Linked DNA regions of Triticum aestivum: region 2 is linked to region 1. Evidence: chromatin contacts called from public Hi-C data. All regions are on one chromosome and are shown on one strand. Each heading gives the region's core, a stretch centred on a gene start, on an enhancer-like site or on the middle of the called end of the contact. The rest is flanking DNA. Distances are from core to core; before and after follow the strand shown. Region 1 holds the start of LOC123172856 (cytochrome P450 71A1). Region 2 holds the start of LOC123182627 (auxin response factor 14).

The links. Hi-C and Micro-C count contacts between places; a contact is called where the count stands out from the background.
Region 2: a contact with region 1 is called in a Hi-C map of leaf, with 5 times the contacts expected there. The contact joins the promoter of LOC123182627 here to the promoter of LOC123172856 in region 1. A contact is called at or near these places in 2 of 5 Hi-C or Micro-C datasets (both in leaf) and 1 of 1 datasets of contacts at active chromatin or transcription factors (leaf).

What each region holds. Positions count from the first base shown.
Region 1 is chr1D:429,372,011-429,378,300 of IWGSC CS RefSeq v2.1, forward strand. It overlaps LOC123172856 (cytochrome P450 71A1), which reads left to right and starts at 2,949. Exons shown (of 2, transcript XM_044589762.1): 1 at 2,949-3,846; 2 at 4,021-4,701. The coding sequence starts at 2,971. The coding sequence ends at 4,524.
Region 2 is chr1D:429,532,427-429,538,716 of IWGSC CS RefSeq v2.1, forward strand. LOC123182627 (auxin response factor 14) reads left to right here and starts at 3,191. Exons shown (of 10, transcript XM_044595259.1): 1 at 3,191-3,906; 2 at 4,014-4,070; 3 at 4,690-4,875; 4 at 4,971-5,055; 5 at 5,700-5,790; 6 at 5,877-6,041; 7 at 6,230-6,290. The coding sequence starts at 3,664.

The DNA.
Region 1 (6,290 bases), core at 1,699-4,198:
AGCCCCTGCGTTTTCTAGAATTCAACCCGCACTCCTATTTGAAGTTGGAATCCGAGAGAACACTTCCTTTTTGCAAAAACACCCCTGCAAATAAAAGGAAGGGGAGTCGCAGGAGGAGCTCGCCGGCGGCAACGCTTGCCCGGCCGCGGGGATGCTCAGCCGATGCGGGGGTGGCCAGAGGAGAAGGGGCGCAAGAGGGAGAGAGATGGAAGGAAGGGAAGGGCCAACGGGCGGGGCGAGCTGGTGCCCTGCCGGTAGCAGCTGCGCGCGTGTGTGTCGCGTGGCATGGAAGGAAGGGATGGAAGGGCCGGTCGCAGGAGCAGGGGCGGGACGCCGCCGTCGGTTTGTCTGTGGCACACCGCTCCAGACATTGGTGGCTGCCGCCGCGGGGGATTGGGCACCCGCACACGCACGTCGTGGGGCAGACGACGAAGGTTGCAGGGGAGCAGACGAGAGCGCGCTCGTGAAGGTCGAAGTCGGCGAAGTTGACGCCCGTGCCGCGGGGGAGGCGGATCTTGGCTGGGAAAGGGAGGGAGAGGAGCGGCGGTTGCACCTGGTGCGGCGGCGAGGGGTAGTACACACGAGGTCGGAGGCGCGGGAGCAGGGGAGGTCGCTCCCCTGGTGGCGCACGACCGGGTTCGCGGTGGCGCCGGGAAGGAGGTCGTGGTGCCGGCGAAGGAAGAAGCTGGATCAGGGAGGAGGCCGCCGTGCCGGCGGGGAAGAAGCAAGGCGGGAGAGGAGGCCACCGTGCCAGCGAGGAAGAAGCCTGGCGGGAGAGGAGGCCGCGGTGCCGACGGGGGAAGAAGCCGGGAGGGGGAGGAGGCCGCGGTGCCAGCGGGGGGTGGGGCGGCGCGGCTCCCCGGCAGGGCAGAAGGTGGATCGGGGGGAGGTGCGCCGGGGGAGGAGGGAGGTGGGGGCTGGTGGGAGGAATCGTGGCAGGTGCGAGATGGAGGTGGGGTGCGTGTGGTGCAGTGGTGTTTTTTCTACAATTTTAATAGACGTTTTACACGGCACTGCATCCTTATTTTTGCACAGTGGCAGCGCATGTAAACCACGCGTCGTAAAGCGCATGCATTGTTCAAAATAAATGCTCATTCCTGCCATTATCAATACCCCTTTATGTTCTTTTTTTTCCATTGCAAGATAAATGAAGATGGGCAGGATTATTGCTCGATGTGCCAGTTCAAAATATCTTAGCCCTAACACGGATTCTAATTGATTAAAAGCAAGATTTGTCCCGAATAGAACGCCATCATCTCGCATGTCTTTGAATATCAATGAGTTCAGGTCTTTGGAGAGACAAAATTACACCATACAGAAATCTATGTGCCACGATGTTTAGAATAGCAAGTTTTCTAATCAACGAATGACGGCAAGCTAAACATGCATCCTGAAACCACACGAAAGCTAATATAGAATCTCATTCTGCAAAGCTACCTATGGCCGATTGCTGCAAGTATTCTTCCTGTGGCCAATCAAACCGCACTGCAAGTACGGGAGTTCTCGCGTGCTCCGCAACCCTATACGAAAAATATTCGTTAAAAATTCCCAGAAAATAAAAAAAATCCAAAATTTCGGAATGTAACATGGTTTCCTAATCTACTTCTGTGTGAAATTTCATGAAAAAATACCAAAAAACGTATCAGTGGCGAAGGAATTACTGCCCGGAAAAAATGTACCCAAATAGTGTTTTGCTATAACATAGGAAAAATTTGTCTTTTTTGCCACGAATACGTTTCCTGGTATTTTTTCATCAAATTTCAGACGGGAGTACATCGGAAACCCACGTATGATATCCCAAAATCCCAGATTCTTTTTTTAAATTTCTCAGTATTTTTTTTCTGGTATTGTACGTATAGGGGTGCGGAGCACCCGAGAGCTCTAAATCCTCGTCCTGCCTTTGGGGCATCACATCTCCGTGACGAATACTATTTTTATAGTTGTTGGGCCGGTTCGGCCGGTTAGGCCTTGGACCGGCTGGCACTATTATTGCTGCTGCTGCTACGTTCACTGGGCCGGCCCACTGAGCATTGCTGAACAGATTCTCAATTTTCAAAAAAGAAAAAGGAAGAGAAAAGAAAAATATCCCCTCAAATATATTCTGATTGAGCTGAAAATTCCAAATAATATGACTTTGACTAAAATTTTATAAATCATAAAATCTTTGTGGATTCAAAATATTCATAAAACATTTGCATATTCAGAAAGTTTGGGAAATAAGAAAGTGTTCATGAGTTTTTAAAAAAGTTTGTGTGTTAAAAAATGTGAAGGTAATTGAACAAAATGTTCGCCAAAATGTTATCAGTGAAGCAGCAAAATGTTGTCATGGTCTTTGAAGATTAAGATTTTTTTCTCCCGTTGTAACGCACGGATCCTTTTGCTAGTATTAATGAAATTTGGTGAAAAGTGTTAATAGTAATGAAAATCAGAGAGATCGCCCTTTTCTCAAAAAGAGAAAAATACCACAGCTTCGCACCTGCCGCCTCTTCCCTGGCCTGGGTCGGCATCTTGCATGATTGCATCGGGATTCGGGACAACGATGTTTTTCTTTTTCTTTTGCCGGTATCGGGACAACGATGTTGCTGTTCTGTCCATGCATTCATGCATGCTGGGCGCGTCGAAAGCAGATATTTCCGATATGATCTCCGTCCCGCCGTGCAACAACCATCGCTCAATGCCTGAATCGTACCACCACCACATGAATTATATCCACTCCGTTGTCCTCCAGCCGGCCTCGTCGTTCCATGCGCAGCTCTGCCACATGGCTTCCAGTCCTTCGTATCGCCGCCGTACGTGTCCGGTCGTCCAGACATGCATGGTCACCCCGCCGCAGATTCTTCAGCGGTGCGTATCCATCAGGCGAAATTTGTCTTGTGTGGATCCTGCGGATCAACTTAAGTTCACCGCTAGCTATCTGGTCGTTGCACACACATGTAGCGTCCGTTCGCTCTGCCAGGCTAGCTAGCCCTCATGGCATCTCTTCAGCTCGACTCTACACTACTCCTCTGCCTCCTCTTCGTGGTATCTTGCTTCACCATCGTCGCGAGAGGCTTCCGATATGGCCGCCGGAGTGCGCAGCCACCTTCGCCACCTGGGCTGCCTATCATCGGCAACCTGCTCCAGTTCGGGCGGGGCCGCCATCACCGGACGCTGGAGGCCCTAGCTCGGCGCCACGGCCCGCTCATCCTCCTCCGCATCGGCGCCGTGCGGGCCGTCGTGGTTTCCTCGGCCCCGCTCGCCGACGCGGTGCTCAGGACCCAGGACCACGTCTTCTGCAGCCGCCCGCAGCAGTACATGACCCGCGGCACGTTCTACGGCTGCCGGGACGTCGCCTTCAGCGCCTACAGCGAGCGCTGGCGCCAACTACGCCGCATCGCCGTGGTGCACCTCCTCAGCGTGAAGCGGGTCGACTCCTTCCGCGCCCTCCGGGAGGAGGAGGCCGCGCGCTTCGTGGGACGGGTCCGGGCGGCCAGTGGCGCCCAGGAGGACGGCGGCAAACGCCCGGGGGTCAACGTCACCGAGCTCATCATCACCCTAACCTACTCCGTGATCTCGCGGGCGGCTTTCGGGCACAAGCTTGGCGGCGTCGAGCCGGCCAAGGTCCTCTTCATCCTCGCGTCGAGCCCCGTTGCCCAGTCCACTAGCCACCCTAATCTCGGGAACACGTCGCTCACGGCGACGGCGGCCAAGCTCGACATTATTATGGAGAGGACCATCACGGAGCACGAGGAGGACCCAGGAAACGACGGCGAGGCTCGGGACCTCCTGGACGACTTGCTCTCGATCGCTAAGGATGGCGACCAGGGGTTTAAGCTGGACCGGATTGATGTGAAGGGACTTATCTTGGTAAGTGAAATTAATTTGTTTTGTTCGAGAAACGCTAAGTATTAATCTGAGAACAAGAATTGGTTGCCGGTTTTGTAGATCAGCAGTATATGTGGCACCAGCTGCCACTAGGAGTAGGAGCAGCCAGAGTACATGCTTATTAGCTTATATCTTGGCATTGTATTGCATCTGCAGGACATGTTCATAGGTGGCACCGACACGACCTACAAGACGATAGAATGGACCATGGCGGAGCTCATCAAGAATCCAAGAGAAATGGCAAAGGTGCAATCAGAGGTGAGACAGGTTGCAGCAGGCGCGCATGGAGGAGTCCTCGAGGAGGAGCTGGGGAAGATGAACCTCCTGCAGGCGGCCATGAAAGAGACATTGCGGCTATACCCAGCAGTGCCGCTCCTCCTCCCACGCGAGTCGATTCAAGATGCACAGCTGCACGGTTATGCCATCCCGGCCAAAACCAATGTCATGGTTAACACGTGGGCCATCGGGAGGGATAACGAGTCGTGGGAGAACGCCGAGGAGTTCCGGCCAGAAAGGTTCCTGGGCGGAACCATTGACTACAATGGCAAGGATCCCCGGTTCCTACCGTTCGGTGCAGGGAGGAGGGGTTGCCCCGGTATGGCCTTTGGGACGCGCCTCGTGGAGCTCACGTTAGCTAACATGATGTACCATTTCGACTAAGAGTTACCGGGTGGCCAGGATCCAGACTCATTTGAGGTTGTTGAGGCTAGCGGGGTGTCGACAGGCCTTAAGTCTGCCATGATCTTTGGCGTAAAACCTCTTTAAGCATACATGGACTATGTTAGAGTAAGTGCTAATTAGTTCCCCAATAGCAATTAAATAAAGGACAAAATTAATCGGCAAACATCATGAATTTTGCTTGTGTCCGAACGCTTCACGTGTCGCCTGATCCCTCTGTCTTCCGCACTTCTTTCCTGCCGCATCGAGAACACGCTTTTGAAGCATTTTTCCCCTTGCGCTGCCACTCTCTGATGTCTTGTCTCTACGTGGAGGGGGGAGGCGGCGATGTATTGGATGCGGGATGCTGTTGGGCCGATGATGAGGTTGTGGGTGCAGCAGGGTTGATTCCACGAAGTAGGAGTGTGCCTCCCTGCGTTTCAACAGTGTGACGAAAATCACGGCGGCGGCAATTAATTTCACTGAGCCGCGTGCCACCGATGTTGGAGTGGTAGCGAGTCCAGTTGAAAGCCTAGTTCATATTAATTATTTATATTATGATTATTATTTTCACGAGTTATGAGTTAAAGTTACAACTGATTTTTTAAACAACTATATAATTTTCTTTTTACCACAGGTTATAACCTTTTTTAAACAACTTTATAACTTTTTAGCACAAGTTATAACTGAATCTTTAGAATACTCGGTCCCACTGATGCTAAGTCAGCACGGGCCTGCATTTCGCTAAGCTAAGCTGATCTGATCACGCGAATACGCCGCCGCACGCCTGCCCGACTCACGGCTCTTGGCCGGTCAGCATAAGTGCATCGCGTCGGGACGGCGATGTTGCCGTGCATGCGCAGTGTGCGGATCGAGCGGCAGATTCCCGGGCCTTCCCCGTCATCCTCCAGCCACGCATTAGAGATCTCCAGCCGCGCGTCCAACAGATCTTTTTAGGCGATTTTTTAACATTCGCGAGCGAAAATCGGTCTAGTCGCGTCCCATGATCTCATTTAGCGTCGGTTTAGGCCAGAATAACAGCCGGCGCTCCCGAGCCGAACCCGGCGCGCTGGGGGCGCCGGCACAAGCGAAAAGGGGAGTGGGGCCGCTCCGTCGGCGAGAGGAGGACCTATATCATTAGGAGAATGATGTGATGGACAAGACCCAATCCTAAGCATAGCACAAAGATTGTGTAGTTCGTTTGCTAGAGCTTTTCCAATGTCAAGTATCTTTTCCTTAGACCATGAGATCTTGTAACTCCCGGATGCTGTAAGAGTGCTTTGGGTGTACCAAACGTCACAACGTAACTGGGTGACTATAAAGGTACACTACAGGTATCTCTGAAAGTGTCTGTTGGGTTGACACGGATCGAGACTGGGATTTGTCACTCCGTATGACGGAGAGGTATCTCTGGGTCCACTCGGTAATGCATCATCATAATGAGCTCAAAGTGACCAAGTGGTTGGTCACGGGATCATGCATTACGGTACGAGTAAAGTGACTTGCCGGTAACGAGATTGAACAAGGTATTGGGATACCGATGATCGAATCTCGGGCAGGTAACGTACCGATTGACAAAGGGAATTGTATACGGGATTGATTGAATCCTCAACATCGTGGTTCATCCGATGAGATCATCGTGAAACATGTGGGAGCCAACATGGGTATCCAGATGAAGGAAATATGCCCTAGAGGCAATAATAAAGTATTATATATTTCCTTATATCATGATAAATGTTTATTATTCATGCTAGAATTGTATTAACCGG
Region 2 (6,290 bases), core at 1,941-4,440, 160 kb after region 1:
CCACCATATTCCACCTCGGTCATATCGTAGCGGTGCTTAGGCGAAGCCCTGTGTCGGTAGCAACATCATCACCGTCATCACGCCGTCGTGCTGACGGAACTCTCCCGTGAAGCTCTGCTGGATCGGAGTTCACGGGACGTCATCGAGCTAAACGTGTGCTGAACTCAGAGGTGCCGTACGTTCGGTACTTGGATCAGTCGGATCGTGAAGACGTACGACTACATCAACCGCGTTGTGCTAACGCTTCCGCTTTCGGTCTACGAGGGTACGTGGACAACACTCTCCCCTCTCGTTGATATGCATCACCATGATCCTGCGTGTGCGTAGAATTTTTTTGAAATTACTACGTTCCCCAACAATTCAGACACCGGAAGTGTTTCGGGATGCACCGGGTACTTATCGGGTCCCCGGAAGGGGTTCCGGACACCCCCGGCAAAGATATGGGCCTTATGGGCCAAGAGGGGAAACACACCAGCCACAAAGGGGCTGGTGCGCCCCCCATATGGGCTGGCCAAATTGGAGAAGGAAAGAAAAAAGGGAATAGGATTCCCCCGTCCCCCTCTTCCCTTCCTACTCTGAATAGGAATAGGAAAGGGGGAGGCTGAATTGGGAGGACCCCAAGTAGGATTCCTCCTACTTGGGGCACCCCCTTGGCTGCCTGTCCTCCCCTCCAACCTTTATATACGTGAGGAAGGGGCGCCTAGAACACACACCAACCATTGTTAGTCGTGTGCGGCACCCCCATCCATAGTTTACGCTTCTGGTCATATTCACGTAATGCTTAGACGAAGCCGTGCGCTGATTACTTCACCATCACCGTCACCACGCCGTCGTGCTGACGGAACTCTCCCTCGACACTTTGCTGGATCAAGAGTTCGAGGGACGTCATCGAGCTGAACGTGTGCAGAACTCGGAGGTGCCGTACGTTTGGTGCTTGATCAGTTGGAACGAGAAGAAGTTCGACTACATCAACTGCGTTGTCGAACGCTTCCGCTTTCGGTCTACGAGGGTACGTGAACACACTCTCCCCCTCTCGTTGCTATGCATCTCCTAGATAGACCTTGCGTGAGCGTACGAAATTTTTGGAAATTGCATGCTACGTTCCCAAACATGGTCGCAGAGGATCCGAGCTTCCATCCGCCGCGAGCGTGGTAGTTGCGTGTCCTACGTGTGAAGAGGGACGCCCTGTTCACGGAGACAGACGCGGAGGTGGCCGAAGAAGGCCGCACTGCCACCGCGGTTTACGCCTTGCCGCCACGACGACGAGGCCGGCCTATCCATGTGTGGCGCTGTTGACACGGCGGATTCAAGGGAGGAAGACCACTCCTATTCTTCCTCTCCCGCTGCTGCACTTTCTAGAGATCACGATCGGTGAGTATGCCGGACACGTGAAAACAAGACATGGGACACGGACTCCGTCACGGTTTTTGTTCTGTTGAAATATTTATAATATGCAATGAATTTGATCCAGTTTAAATAAAAATGATCCGGTTTGCATGAAATTCGTCAGTTTTGTTTACATTTGGTTTGGAATGTGTGCGAGTATGATCGAATGGTCGGCTTCTGTATCGAATACAATGTCCGTTTTAAAACTTGTACAAGAGGGTCCGGTTCGTGGCACACACTGTTGTTGGCCGTAGATGCCCCGGTCGCCTCGCTTATCAAAACTCGGCCGAGACCACGAGGGCCACTCACCGCCACGGAGACGCCGGACCCTACCACTCTTCATGACCAGCGTCGCATCACCGGCCCGGCCAGCAGCGACTGCCACCAGTATCCAAGCACTGTCGCATTGACCGGTGAACAGCCGCGGCATCCGATGAGCCAGCAAAGCCTGGGGCTGGGCAGTCGTCCCTCGTCTTTCCGGCCGGGCACGTGAACCCCCAGAGCGGCCAGCGAGTCAGAGGCAGCGGCGTGCGTCAGAGTGTCAGAGCACAGCGCGCGAGTACGCGGTCGACACGCCCCCCGGGAAAGCCGAGCCCTCCCTCCCTCTCCCCGCTCCGCTCTGCTCCCCCCCGCGTCCTGTCACCCGACGCGCCAGCACGAGAAAGCAAGCGCCCACGCCTCACGCGCGCATGGGCACACAATGGCAGATGACACGCCGCATCGCCGCTCGGCCGCACGGCATGCAGCGGCGGCTTTCGGCGAGCGGGGGAGGGGAGGGTGGCACGAGCGACGGGTGGGGTGGAGACCGGCGGACGACCGCTCGGGCGCCCGGCTGAGCCGCTGGCCGCGCCGTGCTGCAGAGTTAAAGGCGGGAGGGACCCGTGGGACGTGACGGGCCCTATGTGGTGAGTGCTGACGCCTGCCCCGACTGCTGTGCACGTCGCCTCGTCGTTGATTGATTTCCCCTGCTTCGCGCGATCTTTTTCCACGGTCTGCCTGGACCGCTGGGGATAGAGAGAGAGAGAGATGAAAGGAGTGGGTGGGGGAGCGAGGAAAAAGTGGGCGGGGAATCTCGGGAGGCCGCGCTCGGCTGTATTCCCGGGCTCTCTTGTCGCGCCGCTTCATTATCTGGTCCGTCACGCCGCGCCACACGACCACGGGCTGCCGCCGGGGACCAGTGGCGGGTCCCCGCGTCATCAAGATCGGCCGTCGACGGACGGACCGCGGCAGCGGACCCGTTTGCTTGCTGTTGTGTTGCTGACTTGCCGTGCCGTTACATTCCGTGTGACGGTTTTTCCACGTAAAAAATGACTTTGGTCGTCTTGACTCTTGTGAAGGCATGTGTTTTCACACTTGTCGTTTAACCTACGTACTCCACTCCAATTTTTTTAGTTTGATCACACTTTTCCTTGAACTGAACTGATTGCTTTTCTCAGTAAAGAGAGAATGCATTCCTTTATTAGCGGCAGGAACGCCCTTTCGCCCTTTGCTCAGTTCCAATCGCGTTGCGACGACCGGCCCTTTAAAAAATTACCACGTACTAGGAGTACGTCCCACGCTCAAAGCAGCGCACCCATGCACATTTGCGGCAGCACGTGACAGCGACACTGCCGGGCCTCTCCCCACACCCTGAGAAAAGCCACGCACAGCGCAGGCGCAAATAGACAAGCAGCGCACCCCCACGAAAGCAACCTTTGCCGCATCTCATTTCCTCCTAGCTTTGCTTTCTTTGCCCCGACGCCCGCCCCGAGGCCAGTCTCTCTCTTGCTGTTCGGGAACAGTGGAACGGCAGCCACCACCCGACCGGACCCGGCCGAGACCATCCAAGCGCGGAACCCGACGCGGGGCAACCAAACAAAGACCGCCGGAAAAAGCCAGCGGGCGAGCCAAGCCCGGGCGCCTTTCGAGGCCCCCATCGCCATAAAGGCGCCGCGGCGCGGCACGGCACAGGCCTGGCGCTACAGTGAGCGAGCGAGCAGGGCGGAACAGCGACCGCCGCAGCCAGCCGGGGGAGACCACGGTGGGGGCGGGGGCCAGTTGGCCTACTCCCTGCCTTAGTAGTACTCCTAGATGGGACGGGCGGAGCGACATGGCTAGAGCGCGACGCGTTCGCCTTCGCGGGGTGCGCATTCATTGTTTGCTTCTGCCGCTGCCGCTGCCGCCGCTAGCACCATAAACTCGCTCCTCTGCGCCGCCATCCACTGCGCTGCGACAGCATTAACGCGGCGGAGGTTGGTCTAGCTAGCTAGCTCTGGGGGGAGAGCGACGGACCGACCGATGGGGATCGACCTGAACAGCGTGGAGGAGGACGGGGAGGCGGCGGCTGTCGGCGTGTGCGGGGAGCTGTGGCACGCGTGCGCTGGGCCCGGGGTGGCGCTGCCCAGGCGCGGGAGCGCCGTCGTGTACCTGCCGCAGGCGCACCTCGCGGCGGGCGGCGGGGAGGCCCCGGCCCCGGCGCCGGCCGGGGCGCCGCGCGTGCCGCCCCACGTGGCGTGCCGCGTCGTCGGCGTCGAGCTTTGCGTGAGTCCCCTTGCCATCCTCGCGCCCGGCCGTTCCGCTTCTTCTTCTTCTTCTGAAACGAGGTCTCCTGATCGATCGATGGCGTGATTTTCGTGGCGCGCTTGCAGGCGGATGCGGCGACGGACGAGGTGTACGCGCGCCTCGCGCTGCTGGCGGACGCCGAGGTCAGTGCTCCTGTCCTGCTTCAGTATCTTGCTGCCAGTCGCTCCCATTTCCATTTGGGGATCTGGGCTGTTCTACGTCAGTCGCTTCCTCCCCCGTTCCATATGCATTTGGTTCGTCGGAGCGCAGAGAGTTGGCATCAGCAATATGGCTTCGGACAGTCAAATGTTGGAGCCTGAAAGATGAACATTATATCTCATGCATCGTTGTTTTCGGCAGTGAAATGTTGGAGCCTGAAACATGAACATCACCTCCCAGGCTCCCATGCATCCTTGTTTCTTTACAGCTGTGTGCGTGTTTGGTGTTTTAAGCGTTCCAGCTCACTCTGGCATCAGTTGCTACTGTATTAAATCGTTGCTGAATTCCTCTTCCTCTTTTGTTTCTGGATGTGAGTCTTTTATTATGACCTTGGAGAAGGTACACTTGTTTTCCTCCAAAAGAAATCATAGTACATGAGAGCATGAATACACCGGTCCTGCCATAACCGTAAGCTTGATTACAGATGCCACATAGTTATTACAGTACGATTTTGCTTGCAATGGAGCAGTATCCTTGCGAACTTGCAAATAAGGTAAAATGCCATTCATTGCTCTGTGTAAGTGTTCCCCTTCTGTGCTTCAGATGTTCAGACAAAACGTCCGTGAGTCTGCATCCGAAGAGGGGGAGGACGAGATGGCCGGTGGTGACGGAGAGAAGAAGCCCCGTATGCCTCACATGTTCTGCAAGACCCTCACTGCCTCCGATACGAGCACGCATGGAGGTTTCTCTGTTCCTCGCCGGGCAGCCGAGGACTGTTTCGCACCTTTGGTGAGGCGCTTGGAAAAAATAATTCCAAACCTGCACATTGATATAGTCACTTTTGTTGCTGATCTCACCACTTCAATCTCTGCAATTCTTTGTAGGACTACAAGCAGGTCAGGCCTTCTCAAGAGCTCGTTGCCAAGGACTTGCATGGCACACAGTGGAGGTTTCGCCATATTTATAGAGGTGCGTAACATGTCATGTTTACTTGGAGATTTTGTTGTTGCTGTTGCGATATCCATATACCTTCATGCTTTGTGTGGAAAGTAAAAAAAAAAACTGATATGCTTGCTGCATGTGCTTGGTAAAGGCCGAATTTAGGGTATCAAATCTGGTTATGAAATCGGTTAGCTTGATCGCTGTGGTTGTATTTGGAATTCAAGTCATTAGATGAGTAAGGTGGGCAATTCAATTTTATAAAAGGGGTGTCATCAAGTTTCTGTTAGTACTTTGTAGTATGAAGATGGTAATTTGTCTCCCCTTTCTTGATTGCTGACTTAAATTATGAAAGTGAACTTATGTCCGACCTAAATTAAGTTTCTGTTAGTACGCTCTTGTTGTCATTTCTCATGATAGGTGAGAGGTGAGCTAGCTTTGGTTTTATTTTATCAGAGATCCTAGTGTGATTAGATTTCTAGTCGCGTTTGGTGAGTTTGTGCTTGTTTTGACCTACTTAATACCCCTGAAGTTCTTGGGCAATGGTTTAAGTGTTAAACGTCATCTTCAGTAACTTACTACCCATTTTACTAGCATTATTCAATATGTTTATTTCACCTTCTCTCACTTGGTTCGCAATTGTGATGCGCGGTAAATACTTTCTGGAATTCCAGGTCAACCTCGTAGGCATCTTCTAACAACAGGCTGGAGTTCGTTTGTCAACAAGAAAAAACTTGTCTCCGGGGATGCAGTCTTATTTCTTCGGTAAGCATCTGGCAATTTAATGAATTAATGCTTTGTATGTTTTCTACATTCTTTTCAGTGCCATAGACATTCTTTTTTTTTTGCAGAGGCGATGATGGTGAGCTAAGATTGGGTGTACGGAGAGCAGTTCAGCTTAGAAATGAAGCCCTTTTTAGAGCTGTCAACAGTAATGAATCAAAGCTGCACACACTATCTGCTGTTGCCAGTTCCTTGGAAAATAGAAGTATTTTCCATGTTTGTTTCGACCCAAGGTTTGTCTGTCAATGCACATTAAGTTAGGAAATTCTTATTATTCACTTGGGCTATGCATATATTCTGTCTTTGCAATTTGATGGTCCTTTTGTCTTCATGGTGCCTCAGTCTTGTGCTTTACTACGCCTTTTAAGTATTATAAAACAGCTAGTGACCTAAATAATTCCAGTTTGTCATCCTTCCGCAGGAGTGGCGCATCAGAATTTATTGTGCCATATTGGAGGTTCTCTAAGAGCTTGAACCATCCG